Regions from separate parts of the Mus musculus genome. Here region 2 is linked to region 1. Evidence: chromatin contacts called from public HiChIP or PLAC-seq data. All regions are on one chromosome and are shown on one strand. Each heading gives the region's core, a stretch centred on a gene start, on an enhancer-like site or on the middle of the called end of the contact. The rest is flanking DNA. Distances are from core to core; before and after follow the strand shown. Region 1 overlaps Cnot2 (CCR4-NOT transcription complex, subunit 2). Region 2 overlaps Myrfl (myelin regulatory factor-like).

Region 1 (5,394 bases), core at 284-2,783:
CAGAAAGGCACAGCTCGTCAAAGTGGAAAGCTGTGGAATCAGTCCCAATGGCTACCTCAAAGCACTCCCTGACCTAAGGCTCAGGGAACATTTTAGAAGATGGGACAGAAAGATTGACTGTAAGAGCTTTCCTCCAGTGGGGTTGTGTCTCCCGGTAAGGTTGAAGCTACAATACTCACCAACATGACTGCCTCCACATGAGCTGAGAAGGGCAGCAACAATAGACATGCAAAGTCTGCCAGACACAGAACTACAAGTCACCAAGGAATGCCGAGAGAGAGAGAGAGAGAGAGAGAGAGAGAGAGAGAGAGAGAGAGAGAGTGTGTGTGTGTGTGTGTGTGTGTGTGTGTGTGAGAGTGTTAGTTTTCTCCAGGAAGAGCGCACTAATTGGCTCCCAATACCAGATGGTCAGCCGTGAAAACATACATGTGAGTAGTGTTATATAGACTGAGCAGGTTGTATTTAGGAAATATATATGTGTATATATTTGTACACATGTATGCACATAGTAGCAATTGATGAAAGAAGAAGCCATGAAGTTGAAAGGGCAAGGAGGGGGGATGTGGGAATGTTGGAGGGATGAAAGGGAAGAGGAAAGTGTTTGTAATTATATTACGATTTGACAAAATAGGAAAATTAAGGACTCTTCTATCCAAAAAGCAACCACTAGGCCTGACTTAAGATCTTTTTGAAAGATAATTATTTGATGGGGTGTTGTCATTATTTCTAAGCCTTTATTTAATGGGTCCCCTGAATTACTGGCCATATTTATGAGGGTTACTTGGAAGTCTCTGTTGAGTGACACTGGGCTGCTTTTTACCTTGTGTATTACTCTCTATACTTGTGGTCTGTGGAGGGCCAGGTATTGAGTATATGGCAGCATCTCTGCACACACTGCTCCTCTTTTCTGGGCTTCTCACTGCTTTAATGGCTTTGCTGTGCTATTTCGATGAAATTGTATATATTTTGCATTGGAAAGAATTTGATGTCATACTCTGGAGGATAAAGCCTTGGAGATATTGGCGTGGCTAAGATGACAGTGATTTCTTTTAACAGTGAAATCTGTGTGTCTTTCACTTGTAGGTCTGTAGAATTTCTTGGTATCACACCCAGGTATCTATCTTCACTAGTTGTGCTAATTACGCTGTTGGCTTTGATGGTTCTCAAGAGGTGTGTATTGTCTGTCTGATTGAAGTTTGGCCCCTGTAATGGGCTTTTTCTTTTTACCGCTGCCCAGTCTTTGGTGTTTGAACCCAAGAAGGCTCTTACTAGCTATCTGTCCCCCTAATTTTCTTTATAGTAAACCAACTGACCTTGAGTTCTAGTCCTTTAAGTTGCCACCATGCTCTGTGTTTTTGAGTGTACTGTAGGCTTGAATTTCCCCCACACTTCTTTCCAGTTGAGTTAATTTCTTTTGAGGAGTTTCAAAGCTCTCTGCTTTTCTAGAATCTGAACCAGTATACAGGCCTATGCCTATTTGGCTCCTGTGGTGTGAGTGGGTGGGTTGAAGGCAGGTGGAGTGTATGTAAAGACATGCCTCTTCATGTATGTCAAGGCTATTCAAAGACCGTGGAGAGGCAGGAGTAAGAAAGTCTGTTCACCTCTTTTTGGGGAAGTATAAAATAGAATTGCACTTATCCCTGCCTAGCTTCAAATGAATGAGAATCAAACTATGATTTATTTATTAGGCTCTGCAAAATTACTGGGGATTACCCATAATCTAATTCTCTAATACTAGTCTGGCTACTTCCCCAACTCTGCTCCCCAAATGCTCGCTGTTTGAATCTTGCTAGGTTATTTCTGTTCGAGCAATCTGGTGTTCTGGGGAGGCAGTTCACTCTGGCACTTGATGTTGGCCAGTCAAGACTTATGGAGACCTCCCAGTCTTTCTTCTCTCACTCACTCCGTTTTCCTTCTCCACCCTCACCCATGTCCCTACCCAGGACCCCCAGCGGAGTAGCTGAAAACCCGCCTACTTCTATTCTCCCCAGTAGTCAGCTGTTGCCTTTTTTTTTTTTTTTTACCACTGGTTTTAAACTTGGGAGCAAGGTTTGCACAACAAAAGCTGGTGTTTGCACAACAAAAGCTTGTCTTGCAGCCACCAGATCTTGGGGTACAGATTTAGCATTTGAATACTTTAGCAGCACCTGACCAACCTCCTGTAGGGAAGTACTTTGTACACAGGGGAGTGAAAAGAGAGTTAGTAGATGGTCTGCGGTAATTATGTGGCTAGTTTCTTTTGCTATATTCATTACAATGACACATGAGAGAACTATTTCTTTGTTTAAAAAAATTTTTTTTGAATAATGACTTTTTTCCATTAATTGAAATTTAAATATTAAATGAGCCTCGTTTCTCTGAAGACCTCCTTGGCATTTTGTTTAGTTTTATGTGCAGACATTTTGTTGATCTTTTTTGTGTATCTGCTCCATAGGTGTATTTATTTGTATCTGAATTTTTCATCATCATTTAGTGTCTTTGGTTTGGTGTAAACATGATAAAAATGAGGTATTAGCTCCTTATTTGCTTTGTGGATACATTGTATCTTTAAATATCTTATACACCCTTGAGACTCCTTGAGCCTAGGAGGGTAGTGGTTGTTTTCTTAGTCAATTAAATAATATTAGCAGATGCAAGACTGTTCAGACTCTTACCAGTGAACCTAAAGGACAAAGCCATCTCATTTAAATTGTCTATTTGTAAGAGTTCTTGTATTTCTTATCCTTCTTTTGGTGCCTGGGGGCTCAGGAGTCATGTATTTTCTGCATTCCTAATATTGATATTTCTGACTTGTTAGTCTACCTAAGGTGCATTTATTTTTGTCTATTTAAAGCTAAGCTCTAGATGCTGTTTTCTTGCTAGTTTAACTTGTTTTAGTGTGGTGGCCCCCGACCCCCATCTTTATCATTCCCTCTATACTTGCTTTGGATGTATTACGCCATCTTAGTTTTAGGAGGTGTGAACTTTGATGGTTGGCTTGATCTGTCTTTTAAATATAAGCACTTAAAATTGTACATTTCCACAAAGTATGAGTTTACCTGCATTTCACATTTGTTATGTTTTTAATTATTGATCTGTTTATTCTGTCTTTCATTATGACTTATCCTCTGTATACCCTAGGTGTATTTCTTTGTTTGGTCTTTTAGAGATTGATTTAGGAATTACTTTGCTTTTGGAAGTTAGTTAACTAAAGCTGTGCATTCATCAGAAGACATCCTTTTTACATATTCAGTTCTTTAAAATTTATCATTAAAAAATAATATACAACGCCTTTAATCCCAGCACTCACTTGGGAGGCAGAGGCAGGCGATTTCTGAGTTCGAGGCCAGCCTGGTCTACAAAGTGAGTTCCAGGACAGCCAGGGCTATACAGAGAAACCCTGTCTCGAAAAACCAAAATAAAATAAAATAAAAATAAAAAAATAATATACATTAGTGTGATCAGAATTTCTGCCCCACCTCCCACTCCCCACACCCAGCTTCCTAGTCATTGTAATCCCCATGGAAAGAATTGCAGATGACACATAGGTGCCTAGACCAATGGGGAACATGCGCTTAGCAGGATTGAGAGTGGACACTGACCTAAGGGTTCAAGTTGTAGCCTGCACACTGCACACCGCAGTACAAACAGCTTTCCCCAGGAGCTTTATTCAGTCCACGTGGTTGACAGTTTGATTTGGATTTGTCCTTTATCAGAAGGCCTAGGGCTGTAAGTAATCTTAAGGTTTTGATAGATATCTAGTGACCTTAAGGGCAGTTCAGAATGTCACTTCTCCTGGGTTAGAGGTATGATTCAAATTTCACTCTTCTGTGGTACTGGGAGTCTGCAGGTCAGTCCTTGGTTTTACCAGCTGATGCTTATGTGGTACGGCCCATCCCCAGTAGCCTCCACGCTTGCCAGGGTCTAACTCGATACCTGATGTGAACGGGGCTGTTAGTTTAGTTGAGTGGTGTAGAACACTTGCTATGCCCACAGTCTTTGATAAAGTCCTCAGCAAACGCGCATGCATGAACTCAGATACACACACTTTTTTTTTTTTTTTTTTGGTAATTTATAGTATTCTTTAAATATCTTGTACATGGTAGTGTATGGCTTTTCTATTTCTGATTTCTGTTTATGTGGCCTATTATAACTGAGAAGAATATTGAATAATCAATTGTAAAGTTGTATGTGTTAGTTTCTAGTTTCAGAGCTACTATTTTAGATAGCTTGAAGCTCTTGTTAGTTACATAGAAGACTATGTCTTGGGCTCAGTTGGAGAGGTGCTTAAGGACCTGAATTTGATCCCTAAAACCCATAGTGTTTTGTTTTGTTTGTTTTGTTTTGTCTAAAGCCAGGTGCAGTGATGCAGGCTTGTAATCTCAATGCTGGAGACAAGTGCTTTTCTGGGGCTGCTAGTTGGTCAGCCAGCCTAGCCTGCCTCTTGAGTTTTAGGCTAGTTAGAGACTGCGTTCCTCCTAAACAGGGAAGTATTCTCTTTCTTGCTCAAAGATGATATAGTCTGGATTTTGAGCCAGAAATCTCTTGATTCTATTTTACCTGGCTGCCACTAGTTAGTTATATATTATTTAATTTTTTAGATTTTTTTTAAAGTTTATTTTTTATTTATATGAGTACACTGTAGCTGTCTTCAGAACACACACTAGAAGAGGGCATCAGATCCCATTACAGATGGTTGTGAGCCACCATGTGGTTGCTGGGATTGAGCTCAGGACCTCTGGCAGAGCAGTCTCTTAACAGCTGAGCCATTGAAACAAGATGTTTGTGTTCTGAGAGTTATCCCCGAGTTGTCTTATTGTAAAGATTTTAAACCTTTTGTTTCTTGAATGGGTCTTGTGTAAAACATGCAGACTCTTCATATGTGCAAGATAAATATGCTTCTGAAAGTTCTATTACATTAGAATATTGGTTTAAAAATAGTGATTGTATATTCAGAGGTGTTTTATCACAAAGTCTAATGAAACATTGTAATGTTTATGCTAATACTGGTGTTAAGTGATAGTTTGAGATTTGAAGCAGCTGAACTGATTGGATATATCTGAGTTTCAGTGGTGAAAAAAAATGACAGTTGAAGACAGCTGTTAGCACTGTGGGCTTTTTAGCTGTGTTTCAGTTAAGTAAATACCACATTTCCGTTAGTGCCTTAGGAAAATAAAGGTGTAAGTTCTCCTTTGCCCCTTAGTAAGTCAGTTACTGACAAGGAAGGTAGGATTACTCTTGGACTATATTGGTTATTATTTCTTCTTTTCTTCTTCTTCTTCTTCTTCCTTCTTCCTTCTTCCTTCTTCCTTCTTCCTTCCTTCTTCTTCTTCTCCTCCTCCTCCTCCTCCTCCTCCTCCTTCTCCTCCTTCTCCTCCTTCTCCTCCTCCTCCTTCTCCTCCTTCTCCTCCTTCT
Region 2 (4,809 bases), core at 871-3,370, 250 kb before region 1:
GTTGATTTTTGGGGGTGGGGGGCAGGGGTGTTTTTTGTTTTTTAGTTTTTTTGGTTTCTCAAGACAGGGTTTCTCTGTATAGCTCTGGCTGTCCTGGAACTCACTCTGTAGACCAGGCTCAACTCGAACTCAGAAACCCGCCTGCCTCTGCCTCCCGAGTGCTGGGATTAAAGGCGTGCCCCACCACGCGCAGCTCAAGTTCAGTTGTTTATAACCAAGGGTGATTATCAATAAGAAAACCTTTCCAATTGCTTCAGTGTAGAGTATATGCTCTCAGCATTAATTAATTCAAACCTCGACATGGAGACTAGACGTGTCTATGAAGAAAACAGTCCCGGAGCATCCAGATAGACATTCCTGGTCAATTACTCTCAGTGAGCCTCTGTTATGAGGGTCAGGGGCGTTTACAGCTATTTTTAAACATACTGACAAGTTTCACTGAGATGCTGGACAAAAGTCAGAATTTTAAGTCTTCTAGCCATAGTTGATTGCAATAAAAGATCCTAGAAATTTCCGTAAAGTCAGGACAGGCCATAATTATAAGCAGTAAGAAGTAATAAATTCTCCCTGCATCTTTATTACTTCTCAAATAGGAAAACATGTGAATTATCTCCTTGCCTATAGGATTCCTACAAGATCTATGGTGCCAAAAACTCTGAGCTAGAGAAATTAGAGCTGGCCTTTTATCACTATTGACACATAACTAGGCATATGCAGCAATTGCTTATATCTCCTAAGACAGGCTTAGAAATCCTCTGGGGGAGGCATGGCGGGAAGAGTTGATTAGTAGTTAGGAGAGGACCTCACCATTCTTCACTGCTTGGGTTAGAGCTAAGTCACACTGTGTTGAGGAAAACCTTCTCTAAAAAGAAGCAGAGAAAGGAGCGGGTGTGCAGGGCAGGACATGGTGGAGAAAAGGGGTGGGGTGGGCTGGGCTTGGGAGCTGTAGGAGAGTAGATTGCCCGTGTGTGAGTGGAGGGGGAAGAGGCCAGAGAGGATGAAGGGCAACGGGATCTGGGCGGCTGAATTGGTTATCTACTGACCACGTGACCCGCTGTAAACATTCCCCTTGTTGTGGCTTAACGTCCCCTGTAATCTAAGCTTAGTGAGTAGCAATATGACACCCACGATGTCTTGGAATCACGGAATGCTATTCTTATCTTCATTAACTCCTGCCTTAGTTTTATTAAACAAAAGGAAAGCCTGAACCGTCATTAGAAACCTTAAAGCAGTTTCTGTCAGAAGATCTTTTAATTTTTAAAGAAAAAAAATTTTTTAATGAATCTCTCCTCCTCCCCCATATCATCATCACCATCACCATCACCATCATCACCATCACTGTTATTTTGGTGCTGTGCATGTGAGTGCAGTGGCCCGAGAAGGCCAGAAGTCAGAGGCATCAGATTCCCTCTGGTACTAGAGTTACAGGCAACTTCGAGGGACCACGTGGCTGCCAGGACTCAAACTCCCATCCTTTGTAGGAGCTGTGTGCACTTCTCGCCACTAAGCCCTCTCTCCAGTGCTCCAAAATAGTTTTAATGTACATAAAATTAAAATAGTAATTGTCTTAATTAGGGTTTTACTGCTGGGAACAGACACCATGACCAAGGCAAGTCTCAGAAAGGACCACATTCGACTTGGGGCTGGCTTACAGGTTCAGAGGTTCAGTCCATTATCATCATGGCGGCATGCAGGCAGATAGGGTGCTGGAGAGGTATCTGAGACTTCTACATCTGAATCTAAAGGCGGTAGGAAGAGAGAATGAGCCACTGGGCGTGTCTTGAGCTTCTAAAAAAAAAAAAAGTCAAAGCCCACCCACAATGACATACTTCCTCCAATAGACCACACCCACTCCAACAAAGCCACACCTCCTGATAGTACCACTCCCTGTGAGCCCGTGGGGTGCATTTTTCATTCAAACCACCACAGAAATGAAACCCACACCCATCTTCCTCAGAGTCCAGAGTATATTAATTATTTTTTCTCACTCCTGTAACACCTGACGGAATTTACTTAAGGGAGGAAGCATTTATTGTGACTCAGGTTTAGTACCTGGTGGTGGAGTAGCTCATGGCGGCAAGAATATGAGGCAGCGGGAGATGAGGACTCAGACTGCAGCTAGCCTGGGCTACACCCCTCAAAGGCTCATCCCCAGTGACCCACTTCTGAAAGCTCTGTGCACAGCCCAAGGGTGACAACGTTTCAATATAGCACTGCAATATCCGCTTTTCCGGGATAACATTTGAAATGTAAAAAAGAAAACACCCCCTCTCTCACACACACACACAAAAGACCCTATCCTATGTCCTTCCCCCTGCTTCTATGAGTCTGTTCCTCACCCACCCACCCACTCACTCCCCACCTCCCCGCCCTCGCATTCCATCAAGCTGTCACAGGACTAAGGCCTCTTCTCTCACTGATGCCTGACAAGGCCACCCTCTGCTACATATGCGGCTGGAGCCATGGGTCCCTCTATGTGAATTCCTTGGTCGGTGGCTTAGTCCCTAGGATATCTAGGAATTCTGGTTGGTTGATGTTATTCTTCCTATGGGGTTGCAAACCCCTTCAGCTACTTCGGTCCATTCTCTAACTCCTCCATTGAGGAGGACCCTGTGCTCAGTTCAGGGGTTGGCTACAAGTCCGCCTACAGAGAGCATCTAAGATTCCAGTTCCAACCTGCTACAAATGCTTATCTTTCTTCAACTCAATTACTTAAACTGAGTTTCAGAGTTATGTCATTTTATTATAGATACTTTATATCTATATATGTCTGTCTATCTGTGTGTGTGTGTGTGTGTGTGTGTGTGTGTGTGTGTAAGTCATAGGTCAGTCTTGGCTATCATTCCTTAGAGACAGACGCCATCAACCTTGTTTTTTTGAAACAGGGTCTCTCATTGGATTGCTGCTTGCTGTAGAGTGAGTGTCTGACAAAGAGTCCTAGGGGTTGCCCGTCTCTGTCTCCCTAGAGCTAGAGTATTACCGTGCCTGCATGACTTTCTCTCCCCTTAGGTTCTGGGTCCCTAACTTACATCTTTGTGCTTGCACAATCAAGGCTTTACCTGACGAGCTATCTTCCCAGCCTGATATCTTTTTGAAGGGGAAGGACCACTTCTTAAAAATGGAACTACCATACCATTACCATGTAGAAAAAATTACCAATTATGGTAAATTTTACGATAGTCGGGGCTGAAATTTCACAAATGTTTTTGTTTTGTTTTGTTTTTATGTAAATTTAACACGAAAGGCATACAGATGTCCATATAGTTTGGGCAGCCATTAAGAAACAATTAAAAAATTTTCTATTACGTTCCATCATTTGGTGGGGTTAGCAAACAATGATATTCTGTCATTCTTTCTTTGGTCACTGGCATTCTATTAAAACGAAGAACATTTCCTCACCAGATATATAGTTGACGTACAGTTGAGGAAGCGAAAGGTTCATTCCTTTCTTTATTTATGAGTGTTCTGAAAGAGAAAGTTAAACCTCTAATGTCTTCTGAAGGCAACCAATAAAACATTTTTAAATTGGGTATAGCCAGTGGGTGCTTTTAAAACACATATGACCCTTTGATCTACTCCCGAGGTGTGCCCTTTGATGTCCTCTGGCCTCTTCAGGGGGGTCCTGCTTACTCTGACACACTCACAGTCGTGGGTGGTCATCTTCTGCTTTGACAGAGAGGTGTCTGAGCTCTCTCTTCATGTCCTGCCTGCCCCAAATCTGGGGCTATTCCTCCTCACAAGATCCCTGGATCCCTTCAGTGAGCAGTATTTAGAGACCACAACGAACATGCTCACTGTTAGTGGGTCAGAAATGTCTTTTTATTATACTTGATCATGGTTAAAGATAGGAAATAGTTTCCATCTTTGTAGCCTTACAAAGCAGTTAAGATTCCAGATGGGGTTTTCGTGTGGGCTGCATTTGGTTGGTTTTCGGACCCCACTCCCTTAGAATGTCCTTTCTTTTAGTCACATTGTGTCCTTTGCTGGTTTCTTGGCCTGTACCCGTGTAGCCGCCCACCTGATCTATGCATTTAACAATTAGAGGGTAGATTCACACTTGAATGAGAATGTAAGGTAAAATACCACATTATTTAAAAGGCAAATTTATATATATATGCACATAAATAATATATTACATATAACATATATAATGAAGATTTATTTGAGGATCTGGTTTTATTCATTTTGCCTGCCTGGCTTCTTTTTTCCCAGTATGTATAAAATTTTTAAATGATAACGTAAACAAAATATACGTTTTGAACTTCCCCCTCCTATAGACAGTGGATCACCTGTGCTGCCTTCTTCTCCTCTCACGATCACAGGCTTTGCTGCGCGTCAGTACGAGAAGGTTTCCTCCTCCCTCCTAAAGTGCAGTTGCTGCTGTGCAGAGCTGGCCTCCATCCCTGGGCCTCTGCTGACAGTGTTTGAGTGTATGTCAGTCTCTCCCCACTATACTGCATTTTCCCAGTCAGTCTAGGGAAGAGATTTCTGGACATGGGCATACTGGCTCAGAAAATAAGCACATGTGGAATTTTGATAGGTTAATGCTAAATTCTGCTCCATTGCATGTTTTGTCACTAGAGTTTTTTAGATCGATTTCTAAAAGGCTATCTAATGAGATTTTAGGAGAAAAACACTTTTGGGGGTAAATTTGAGAATACAGGTACACACACACATAATCATACAATCACACACATATACACACATTCACACACATACACACACTCACACACATACATACACACACATTCACACACATTCACATACACATATACACACAGACATACTCACACATACTCACAGAGACTC

The links. HiChIP or PLAC-seq counts read pairs in DNA pulled down with a chosen protein or histone mark.
Region 2: a contact with region 1 is called in an H3K27ac HiChIP or PLAC-seq map of embryonic stem cells, with 5 read pairs. The contact joins two enhancer-like sites. A contact is called at or near these places in 1 of 15 datasets of contacts at CTCF or cohesin (large pre-B cells), 1 of 484 Hi-C or Micro-C datasets (nephron progenitors), 8 of 115 datasets of contacts at active chromatin or transcription factors (craniofacial prominence, embryonic limb bud, embryonic stem cells and 2 more) and 1 of 9 other capture datasets (embryonic stem cells).

What each region holds. Positions count from the first base shown.
Region 1 is chr10:116,559,065-116,564,458 of GRCm38.p6, reverse strand. The region is part of intron 1 of Cnot2 (CCR4-NOT transcription complex, subunit 2); the gene reads left to right. Among named protein-coding and RNA genes, the nearest start is that of Cnot2, 20 kb to the left of the region's middle. Within about 2 kb of position 1,533, at least 36 of the 459 cell types and tissues checked have an H3K27ac peak or open chromatin away from gene starts, as enhancers often do. A contact at or near this core is called in embryonic stem cells, where this site is marked.
Region 2 is chr10:116,805,757-116,810,565 of GRCm38.p6, reverse strand. The region is part of intron 13 of Myrfl (myelin regulatory factor-like); the gene reads left to right. Among named protein-coding and RNA genes, the nearest start is that of 4930579P08Rik, 79 kb to the right of the region's middle. Within about 2 kb of position 2,120, at least 9 of the 459 cell types and tissues checked have an H3K27ac peak or open chromatin away from gene starts, as enhancers often do. A contact at or near this core is called in embryonic stem cells, where this site is marked.